Linked DNA regions of Anas platyrhynchos: regions 1 and 3 are each linked to region 2. The links are chromatin contacts, called in public Hi-C maps. All regions are on one chromosome and are shown on one strand. Each heading gives the region's core, a stretch centred on a gene start, on an enhancer-like site or on the middle of the called end of the contact. The rest is flanking DNA. Distances are from core to core; before and after follow the strand shown. Region 1 holds the start of LOC113841953 (rho GTPase-activating protein 39). Region 2 holds the start of NDRG3 (NDRG family member 3). Region 3 holds the start of PHF20 (PHD finger protein 20).

Region 1 (2,830 bases), core at 117-2,616, 200 kb before region 2:
GTGCAGACCTACTTTAACTCCTGTTTTTCTCCTCTGCCTGTGTATACCCTGATCCTCAAGTTTTACCGCCTGCAGCACTCAGCCTCTCCCCATCCCCTGCCCTGTGCTGCCACCAGCCACCTCCTCACTGCACCCTGCTGGGGGCTTTGCTGCTGCGGGGCCCCACTCTCCCATCCCTGATATGTGTCCAGCCCATAAGCACCGCGGCCATGATCTCACTGTCTCTCTATTTGTTATTTACAAGTACAGGGGGACTTCACATGAGTGTCTTTGGATTAAGTTACTCCAAAGTTATTCAGCAGTGCCAAAACGGCGTCTGTGAGAGAGCACTGCAAGGGCTGGATCCCTCTGTGTGGAGCCTCCGCCGGCTGACTTGCCTGGGGTCTGCCGTGATTAACAAGCTGCGCGGACACATTTCTGGCTGTATCAGAAATTTGCCATGCTGTGTGACAGAGCCCAAAACTCACGTTGCTAGTGACAAAATCCACCTGGTATCTGCCAAGTCTCACACCCACAGTGAGAGGGGCCTGAAGTTCCCTCACAAACCCCCTGAGGAGGGTTTCCCCTTGGTTGTAAGAACAAGACCCTGTCCAAAATGCATTGGGAGCACTGCAGCAGCCCCTGTGATGTGGGCTCTGCTGTGTCACTGTGCCAGGTGACGTTGTCCGAATGGGTGGCTGACAGAAGGCTGAGCTGACTGAGCAGGGCTGTCCTTCAGTGCACGGTTCATTTCTTCGGAGTACTCACGTCGAAGGCTTTTGGGGGTATTTTTTGGGCTCTGCCTCTTCCCAGTGTGGGGACATGCCTGGTGTTTCTGCACAGCCTCATCCAGACCACACTGTGCTCAGGACACTGATAGACACAGAAAGTCCTCATCTTAACGGATGTAAGCATTTGAGCTGCTTTATCCTGACTTCAGACACCTTTAGTTGTTCCCACCAATGTGTTTGTTTAAAGAAACACTTGGAGTTAAATCCTCACATGCATCCTGCCACCACAAAGGCCACCGAGGCAGCATGGCTGCGCTCCCGAGCTCCCCATCCTCACGCCGCCTGTGCTGGACGGTGCTCAGGGGAGCAGAATTTCCCTCTGGGGCCAACGCGTGCCTCAGCCCTGCACACTTCAGCCGTTTCCCACAGGAGATTCCTGTCCCCTAGTGGAAAAGGCGACTCGGGTTAACTGCGGAGCTTCGTTTTGAAGCACAACCGGGGGCGGCGGGTCCCGTAGCTCACTGGCACCAGCCGGCTCCCCAAACCCTCGGCCCGGGCACCCAGGGGCCGAGCCGAGCCGGGCCGGGCCGCGGAGCGCCCTGAGCCGCCGCCAGGGGCTCCCCTCGGCCCGCGGGCCCCGCACCGCCCCGCCGCACCCCGGCCCGGCCCGGTTGGGTCCCGCAGCCCCCAGCAGAGGGACCCGGGGAGCGGCCGGGGGTCCGGGCGGGGCGGGGCGCGGGCTCGGGTTTCACGCCCTGCCCCGTGCGGGCAGAGCCGGGCGGTGCTGGCGCGGCCGCGGGGGCCATGGCGGAGAGGTGAGTGCGGCGGCGGCGGCTCCACCTGTTGAGGGACGGGGCCGCGAGGGACCCCGGCCGGGAGCCGGGAGCAGCAGCGGGCGAGGCCGGGCGGCGCCGGGCACCGGGATCCCGCCGGGAGACGGGCGGGCCCCGGGATCACGGCTCGGGCCCGGCCGCCGGCTCCGGGCGCGTTCCGTGGCTCTTGAGGACCGACCGCGGCTTGGCTCGGCGGAGAGCTCCCGGCCGGGGCAGCACCTGGAGGCCGGGAGCTGCCGAGCCGGCGGCCCCGCTCGGTGCCAGCCCCCGCCTGAAGTCCGGCTCCTTTGGGGAGGACGGTGTGGGGCTGGGCACGCGCGCTGCCTTCCCCAGCAGCTGGTGCCGGTTGCTTTTTGCACCGATCTGCCGAAATTTTTCGTCTTCCTAGCTGAAAAGCTCGGAGCGGTTTCACCTTCCTGGGAGCTCGGCTCTCCCCCGGGGCACCGGCGCTCGGCTGGCTCCTCGCGTTCCCTTTGTCTGGGGGGAGAGCTGTGCTGGCCTCCTGCCCGGTGGCCTGGTGACGGTGCGAGGTGTTTGGGAGGATTTGTGTTTCTCGGGAGTTTTGAAGCTTTTTCTGCCTCTTTCCTGCCCCCCTCAAGTGGAATGCGGCTGGAGTTAGTCCGCAAGAAAGAGCATCTGGGGAAGGAAGTGCGCGTCCCTGGGAGAGAGGGGAAGCAGGACGGCAGAATTTATCCAGAGCAAAGCGATAAGCGCGGCGCCAAGCCCTGTGCTCGCCAGCAGCAGCGGCAACTCCTCACTGCTGCTGTGTCTGCACGCTGGTGACAGCGAAGGGCAGCAAGGTTGCAGGCTGCTCGCTTTGGGGCATAAACCTGACAAAGCTGCGCAGATTTGGGAGCATCCTTGCACCAGCCGGCACAGAAGGGCACCGGGTTTCTTGTGCTGCATTTTCCTTTCCTGAGCAGCCTTTTCTCGCTGTCCTTTTGGTGCTTTTCGAGTTTGTTTTTTTTTACCAGTTTGATGAGGTAGCTCTTTCCTATCGGTTGGATCAAGGCTACGTGGAGCGATGCTGAGATCGCAGCGGATTATAGGAATGCAGATTTTGAAGCCAGGTTTTTGGTTGGATAGTTCACATGCCTTCAGTATTCACAACAGGTTTGCTTAGCTGAAACAGATGTCCCGGCCTTAACTGGAAGCACATAAGCTGGAGGGAAATCCAAGTGTGCTGGCCTGGTGCATTTTTTAACCAAGAGAAATTTATGGCCCTCCTTGTGATGTAAAAGGCTGCTTTCAGCCCGACAGTCACTGGATCTGCAGCTGAAAACCTTG
Region 2 (3,022 bases), core at 134-2,633:
GGAAAGCTCCAAGCTGTTACTAAACTCAGCTTAGATTTTACATAACCTATTAGCTTTTTGCCATGGATCTCTATGTCAGGGCTAAGCATAGTTGGACAGGGGTTTGGAAGACTGTTGCTCTCTTGTTCCTACAGAAAAGGACAGGCAAAGCCAAAGTGAGGAGCTCCATCATCCTATCTGAACACAGGAGAGTCATGAATGTGCCTGGCAAAGGAAGAGAAGTTGATTCTCCTCCACTTGTACACCCATCATCTCGGCACTCAAGCACAAAACCTCTTCTGGGTTTCCCAGATTTAACTCACTGAACTCAGCAGACCTTTCCTATTCCCTGGAGCAAACTGACCAAGTTGTCCCACTTCTGCTACAAACTGGGACCATGCTCTGCATGCTGTGACAGCCCCGTGCCACAGCTGGATCCCACACTGCTTCCAGGCTCCCCAAACCTGAGAGGAACGAACCAAGAACTGGCTCAGACACCGGGCTCTGACTCCGCAACGTCCCCCGGTGCTGCTGTGGGGTCAGACGGCAAACCCCACTCCTCCAGGTCGCCCATGACACTGCTTCTTCTGTAACCCGGGCACCTTCTGCATGGGACTCGCAGCTCTGATTTCCATGCCGATGGAAGCACCTGGCCTCACTGCAACGTTTGGGATTGCTCCCCACAACTGACATTACACATCAAATAAACGGACATCGACCTGAAGCCATGACGCACTTCAGCTAACGATTATTTCTTTTACAGCCCATTCCTTCCCTATTCATACAATGACAAGACCCTATAGAATTGAAGAAAAAAACGGTTTTGTTGCCCAAACGAAACAAAGACCCCAGAATTTCAAGACACGAGCACCCTCACAGAAAAGCCGCCGAGCGCGGTAAGGGGCAGCCCGGGGCACCCCCAGCGCCTCGCTCCAACGCCCAGCGCCATCCCCACGAGAAGCCAGGGCGCCTTTCGCAGCCGGTTTGGTTCCTCCCCAGCGAAGCCCGGATTATTTCCCTCACAGCTCCGTGACGGAGCGGTGCTGCCCCCGGCACAGGGAAGCAGCACTCAGCCCCCCCCCCCCTTCCTCCTCCTCCTCCTCCCGCGGGCACAGCCGCCGCTCGCCCTCCGCCCGCCCGCTGCCCGCCACCTCCTGTCACCCATCGCCTCGGTGCCGCGGAGCTCGGCAACCGCAGAAGCCGCCCACAACGCGGGGCTCGGCGCCGCTCCGCTGCGGGCGAAGCCCCGGCCCGCGGGCGGCCCCGGCGCTCACCTGCACGGCGGCACCACAGCAGCTCCGGCCGCCGCGGCATGGACGGGGGGGGGGGGGGGCGCTTTGCGCCTGCGCGCCGCGCCGCGGGGCTGCACACGCGCACGGCTCATGGCGGGGCTCGGGACTACAAAGATGGCGGCAGCGCCATCTCGCGAGCCGCCCGTGTGGCGCCGCCTCCCGCCCGCCCGCGGCTGAGGGGCTGTGGGCAGCGGCGGTTGGCAGACTGTGTTTGTACAGACAGCGATAAAAGGCGCCGCTTGGGTCCTCAGGCTGGATGTTTGATGGGGCGACGGTGTGGCAAGTACCGTCTTTCAAGCTGACTTGACTATCAAACCCTTTTTCCTGTTGGCTGCATTGGAGGAGTGCGCCTATGTAAAACAGTCGTTGTGGCCCTTCATCCGAGACTGTTTCCCGTCTCACTGAAACGCATTTTGCTGCACGGTGTTTGTAACAAATGGACTTGGACACTTCTGTAGATGTTGAGCCACTCTCATCAGCCAGTCTCTTTGTGCAGCGCTTTCTCTGCACCCTCTGGTCTATGAGTCCAGGCTCAGTTCTTCCTTGTGGCCTCTTCATCTCTATTCCTTTCACTCTTGCACAGTGATATTTTGAAAACTTAGAACACAAGAAAACTTCCTTTACCAGCTCAGTCTTCTGCCAAGTCACCACTGAAGATCTCATCATCTGAAATCCCAGCTAGACACGCACCTGGGCACAGCAGTGAAACAAGCTGCAGTATGTCTCGCTTGGTACAAGGTACGTTGTTCTAGGGGAGCACAGTGCCACCTGCCCAGTGTAAACCAACACATGCAACATGTAAATGTGAATGTTCAAGGGAGCCCACTCTGAGGTCACAGTTATTCAGCCCTGTACCTATTGACAAATCCTGGTGCTGTATTCCTTTCACAGATGCTATGAATGTAACTAAACCAGAGCAAGTTTTGCACAAAACTTATTATTTGCAACTGCAAAGAGTGCTTTCACTATTGCTGCTTTCCTGGCTCTTTGGGAATGTCTTAAAGTAAAAATACTTGGATCCCAGGATAGCAAGGCATCCCCAGCTCCTCTCACCTTAACCTTAGTATGGGCCTGCACCAAACGTTTGAAAACTAGGTATTGCCCGAACCTAATCCATGCTCTGGTTTCTGGTGCCACCCAGTGGTCCTACATCCTGCTTCTAGCTCCGTTCTTAATTACGTGGAGGCTGTTACTGAATAGCCCTTGGGGGAGGGGAGGCAGAGAGCAGGGACCATATGCAGGTAAGTAATTCCTGTGTTTATTCGCAGTAGAAAAAGAAAGAGCTGTGAGCGATCGTGGCACTGGGGCGCTCAGCTGTACCCAGCATTACAGTGTCCAGTACCCCTTTCTTGTTATCTTTTAGCCTCAGCCCATTCTTATATCACTGCCCTGAACTGCCTGCAAAATCCTGCCACCTCATAGCACTACCTGTTGTTACTTTATCACCTTCTCACACTTATCAGTTATTTCTAGCAATTTCTCATGTCACATGTCACAGTCATTAATTTTTCCCACCCTGCATTTTAGGTAATTAACATCCCTATAAGCATGCAGACAAGTCTAGTCCTTTGGCCCCATTTGTTACATGATGCTTCCCAGGTCATGGGTGTAGGCAGCAGAATGGAATATGTTTGTTATCTCTCCAGCTTCTGTTGATGGAATGAGCCCATTTCTAGTCTGGATCCTGGCCTGGCTTGCAGATCTGAGCAATCTACTGCAGGTCACTGCATTGAAGGCCAAGTCAAGTCTGC
Region 3 (3,195 bases), core at 68-2,567, 140 kb before region 2:
GAAAGTATAAAGACAAAAAAAGGAAATTATTTTCCTCAAAACTTGGGAGTGGTTTTGTTTAGCTGCTTTTTATTTTAATTCATTCTGCAATCTTTTTTTCTTGCCTCTAGAAACCTGCAATGTTAAAACCACATGTGAGATTCCCAGGTTAAAAATAGTCCAAGCTGATAACTACATTTTCTGCCACATTTTTTTTTCTCCTGTGATGGCATTTTTAGCAAGTCATCCTGCTTCCACAAATTCACAGTACACTGCTCACAAGCTGTAAGAAACATTAACATACAAGAACATCAGAGAAACATTAACACAGAAGGTGCTTTGCACCAGCCTTTGTGCTTGTTGGGTCCGGTGCTGTTCATGTCACTGGGGTGAGGCTGATGTCATTGGATTTGTGCAGCGCCAGCAGTTTCTGTGGTTATTTGGCAGGACGAAGATGAGAGAAAAGTGCTTAGACCTGGAGCTATGGGTTGCCCACTCACCTTGTTGCATGCAGCTGTACACGCTGCTGACACACGTGGGGTATACGAGTACCCTGCAAACTGGGGGAAAAAAAAAAAAAAAAGCAACTCCTTAGTGACTGAAAATTGTTTCAGCTTTTCTCAATGAAATGATCATTTGAAATTGAAGTGATTATAAGTGAAACTGGCACTACCTGCAGCATGAGCCCTGCAGGCACCTTGGCCCCAACAGCTCCCCTTTCGACCCTCAAACCTGGCAGGCGATGTCTGTGGCCTCTGGGCAGAAAATGCTGGATTGTCTCAGGCAAACCCCCTGAACCAGGAGGGTTTATCACCTACAGCAACAAATCCTGCAATATTTGAAGTTAAGAACTTCAATCTGCAGAGATTTTTGCTGTTCTGCACCAGCATGCTCTTGGCTTTAAGTTACCATAAAACTGAGAAGCGTTTTGATTTTCAGGAGGCTGAACGGCTCCATCCAGGGGCCGGCAGCACGGGGCCCGGAGCAGGGGGAGCTGCCTGGGGGCCGCAGAGGAGACAGACACAGCCCCTCCGGGCAGCGGGCACGCGGTGTTTGGTGTTTTTTGGGTTTATTTCACCCTTTTTCAGAGCCCTGGTGGACACACAAACCTCTTGCCGCGCCCCAGCCTGGGGGCAGCGCCTGTCGGGAGGCCGCTCGCCGGCAGGACCGGGGCCGTCCTCCCACCCCTCACCCACAGAGCCCCGGCCGCGAGGCGCCGCCGCCGCCGTTCCTTGGGGACCGGGACCGGGACCGGGACCCGCGGGGCCGCGCAGAGAGCGCGCTGCGCGCCCCCGCGGCCCGGCAGCGAGCGGGAGGGGCCCGGCCCGAGCCCGCCCCCTCCGGCGGCGGGTGGCGGCGCCGCAGCGAGGCGGCCATTTTGTGGCGCTGCGCGGTCGGTGGCGCTGGGCTCGGCGCGCAGCGGGGCCCGGGGGCGGTTTGGCTCCGCTCTCCGCCTTTGTCCCGTGCAGAGCCCTCGGTAAGAGCGCGGCGGCGCCCGGGCGGGCCGGGCCCGCGCCTCCCGCCCGCCCCGCGTTGCGCTGCGCTGCGGGCCCGCGGCGTGGCGAGGCGAGGCGAGGGGAGGGAGGCCGGGCGCGGCGCGGCTGGCACGCGGCCCCGCGCACAAAGGGCCGGGCCGGGCCGGGCCGGGCCGGGGGCGCCGAGCGGGCGCCGCTGCCGCCTGGCCGGGGCCGGGGGGCCCGGGCCGCGCCCCCGCCGCCCCCGCCCCCGCTCCCTGTCCTCTCCTCTCCCCTCGCCTCCGCCCGCGGCCCAGGTGAGTAGGAGCGCGCCGAGCGCCGGCGCCGCGGGGCCCGGCCGTTGGGGGCGGCCGAGTGACCTTGCGGCGGCGCCGGGGCCGCGGGGCCCGGGAGAGAGGCGCCGAACGGGCCCGGGGGAGCGGCGGGGCCGGGGCCCGGCGGGGGCTGCGGCGGGAGGTGCGCGGCCGGGGAGGGGCCGGCGGCGGAGCCCGGCCCCGGCGGCCTCAGGAAGCGGCGCGGGGCCGCTCCCGGCGGGGCTCTGCGGGGCGGGGGGCGGCCACGGCGGCTCCGCGCCTGGCCCCGGGGACGGAGCCTCGCGTGGGGCCGGCGCCCGGAGGCGGTCCCGGCGGCCGAGGGCCTCGGAGCGCTTCTGCTCCCTGCTGTTGCTTGTCTCCCTGAGGCGTCTTTAGGGAAGCGAGATCCAGATCGCTCCCTGCGCGCAGCTGGGAGCCGCTTCGCATCGTATGCGTGTGATACCCAGAGCTGGGAGGCACCGTGTTTGTTCCCGACACACCTGGGTTCCCGGTGGCTTGCTGCCTCCAGCACGGGCTGTCGGTCCGCTTGGCTCGGAGCGCACGTGCAGGCTGTAGCTGTAGCAGCACTCGGTTGATCAAGGAGGTTCTCAGTGCAGTTTTGGGGAACAGTTACATCTCTGCTGCCTTTTCAGTATCCTGCTCATATCTCAAACGTTTTTGTGATTCCATGCTATTGCTTCTGGCATAAACACTTGGACATAGACAAGGAGGGATGTTTGAGTGTCCAGGAGTCCAAACGGGATGAAATAAACTGATTTTTACAGTGTACAGAATTCGGTGTTGTATAGTGTAGTCAAATGAAATGTAACTTGTTAAAAACAGTGCTGATAACTTGAAGTAACCTTATGTAGGTCTCTGTACAGGAGCTTGTAGCCGAGCATCTGTACAAGAGAAATGCTTTTGGCGTGGACTTGTTTAACTTCCTACTACGAGCGAGGACCAGTTTCCAAAAAAAGCTCAATGAGAAGACTTGTAGCAAAGATCATTTGTAGTACAATTCTTTATTTTCTTTTGGTGTGACTTCTAGTAGTTCAGGAATCAAAGGTGGTTTAGGTAAATACTGATTGTTTGACCTAAGCCAGTTTATGGGAGAGTTCAGTTTACATTCTACTGATAACTTTGTTGGTGTGTCCTGAATGGAAATAATATTTTACTTGAGCAGTCCGAGAGTAAAATCTCCTTTCCTGTAATCCAGAGTACCTAATTAAGGTCAAGTTGGGAATGAGGCTAGAATAGTAGCTGCTCATAACAGTGCTGCCTTGATGGAAATGTAAGAAGCATATAATTAATTCTTACCTTTAATTGGATAAGTTCTCTGAAGCTCTTTTTCTTGCTCTTATGGTTCCTGGTTAACCTAAGCCATGATATTGGCCTAAATTCTCCCCCTTGGCCAGGGAAGGAGGGTGCAATCCCTAATTTAATTGTAG

Evidence for each region. Hi-C and Micro-C count contacts between places; a contact is called where the count stands out from the background.
Region 1: a contact with region 2 is called in a Hi-C map of subcutaneous adipose tissue, with 4 times the contacts expected there. The contact joins the promoter of LOC113841953 here to the promoter of NDRG3 in region 2. A contact is called at or near these places in 3 of 8 Hi-C or Micro-C datasets (liver, small yellow follicle and subcutaneous adipose tissue).
Region 3: a contact with region 2 is called in a Hi-C map of subcutaneous adipose tissue, with 1.9 times the contacts expected there. The contact joins the promoter of PHF20 here to the promoter of NDRG3 in region 2. A contact is called at or near these places in 2 of 8 Hi-C or Micro-C datasets (small yellow follicle and subcutaneous adipose tissue).

What each region holds. Positions count from the first base shown.
Region 1 is chr21:9,208,101-9,210,930 of IASCAAS_PekinDuck_T2T, forward strand. It overlaps LOC113841953 (rho GTPase-activating protein 39), which reads left to right and starts at 1,367. Exons shown (of 10, transcript XM_072026284.1): 1 at 1,367-1,525. The coding sequence starts at 1,515.
Region 2 is chr21:9,406,474-9,409,495 of IASCAAS_PekinDuck_T2T, forward strand. It overlaps NDRG3 (NDRG family member 3), which reads right to left and starts at 1,384. Exons shown (of 16, transcript XM_027472971.3): 1 at 1,254-1,384.
Region 3 is chr21:9,264,318-9,267,512 of IASCAAS_PekinDuck_T2T, forward strand. PHF20 (PHD finger protein 20) reads left to right here and starts at 1,318. Exons shown (of 21, transcript XM_072026703.1): 1 at 1,318-1,456.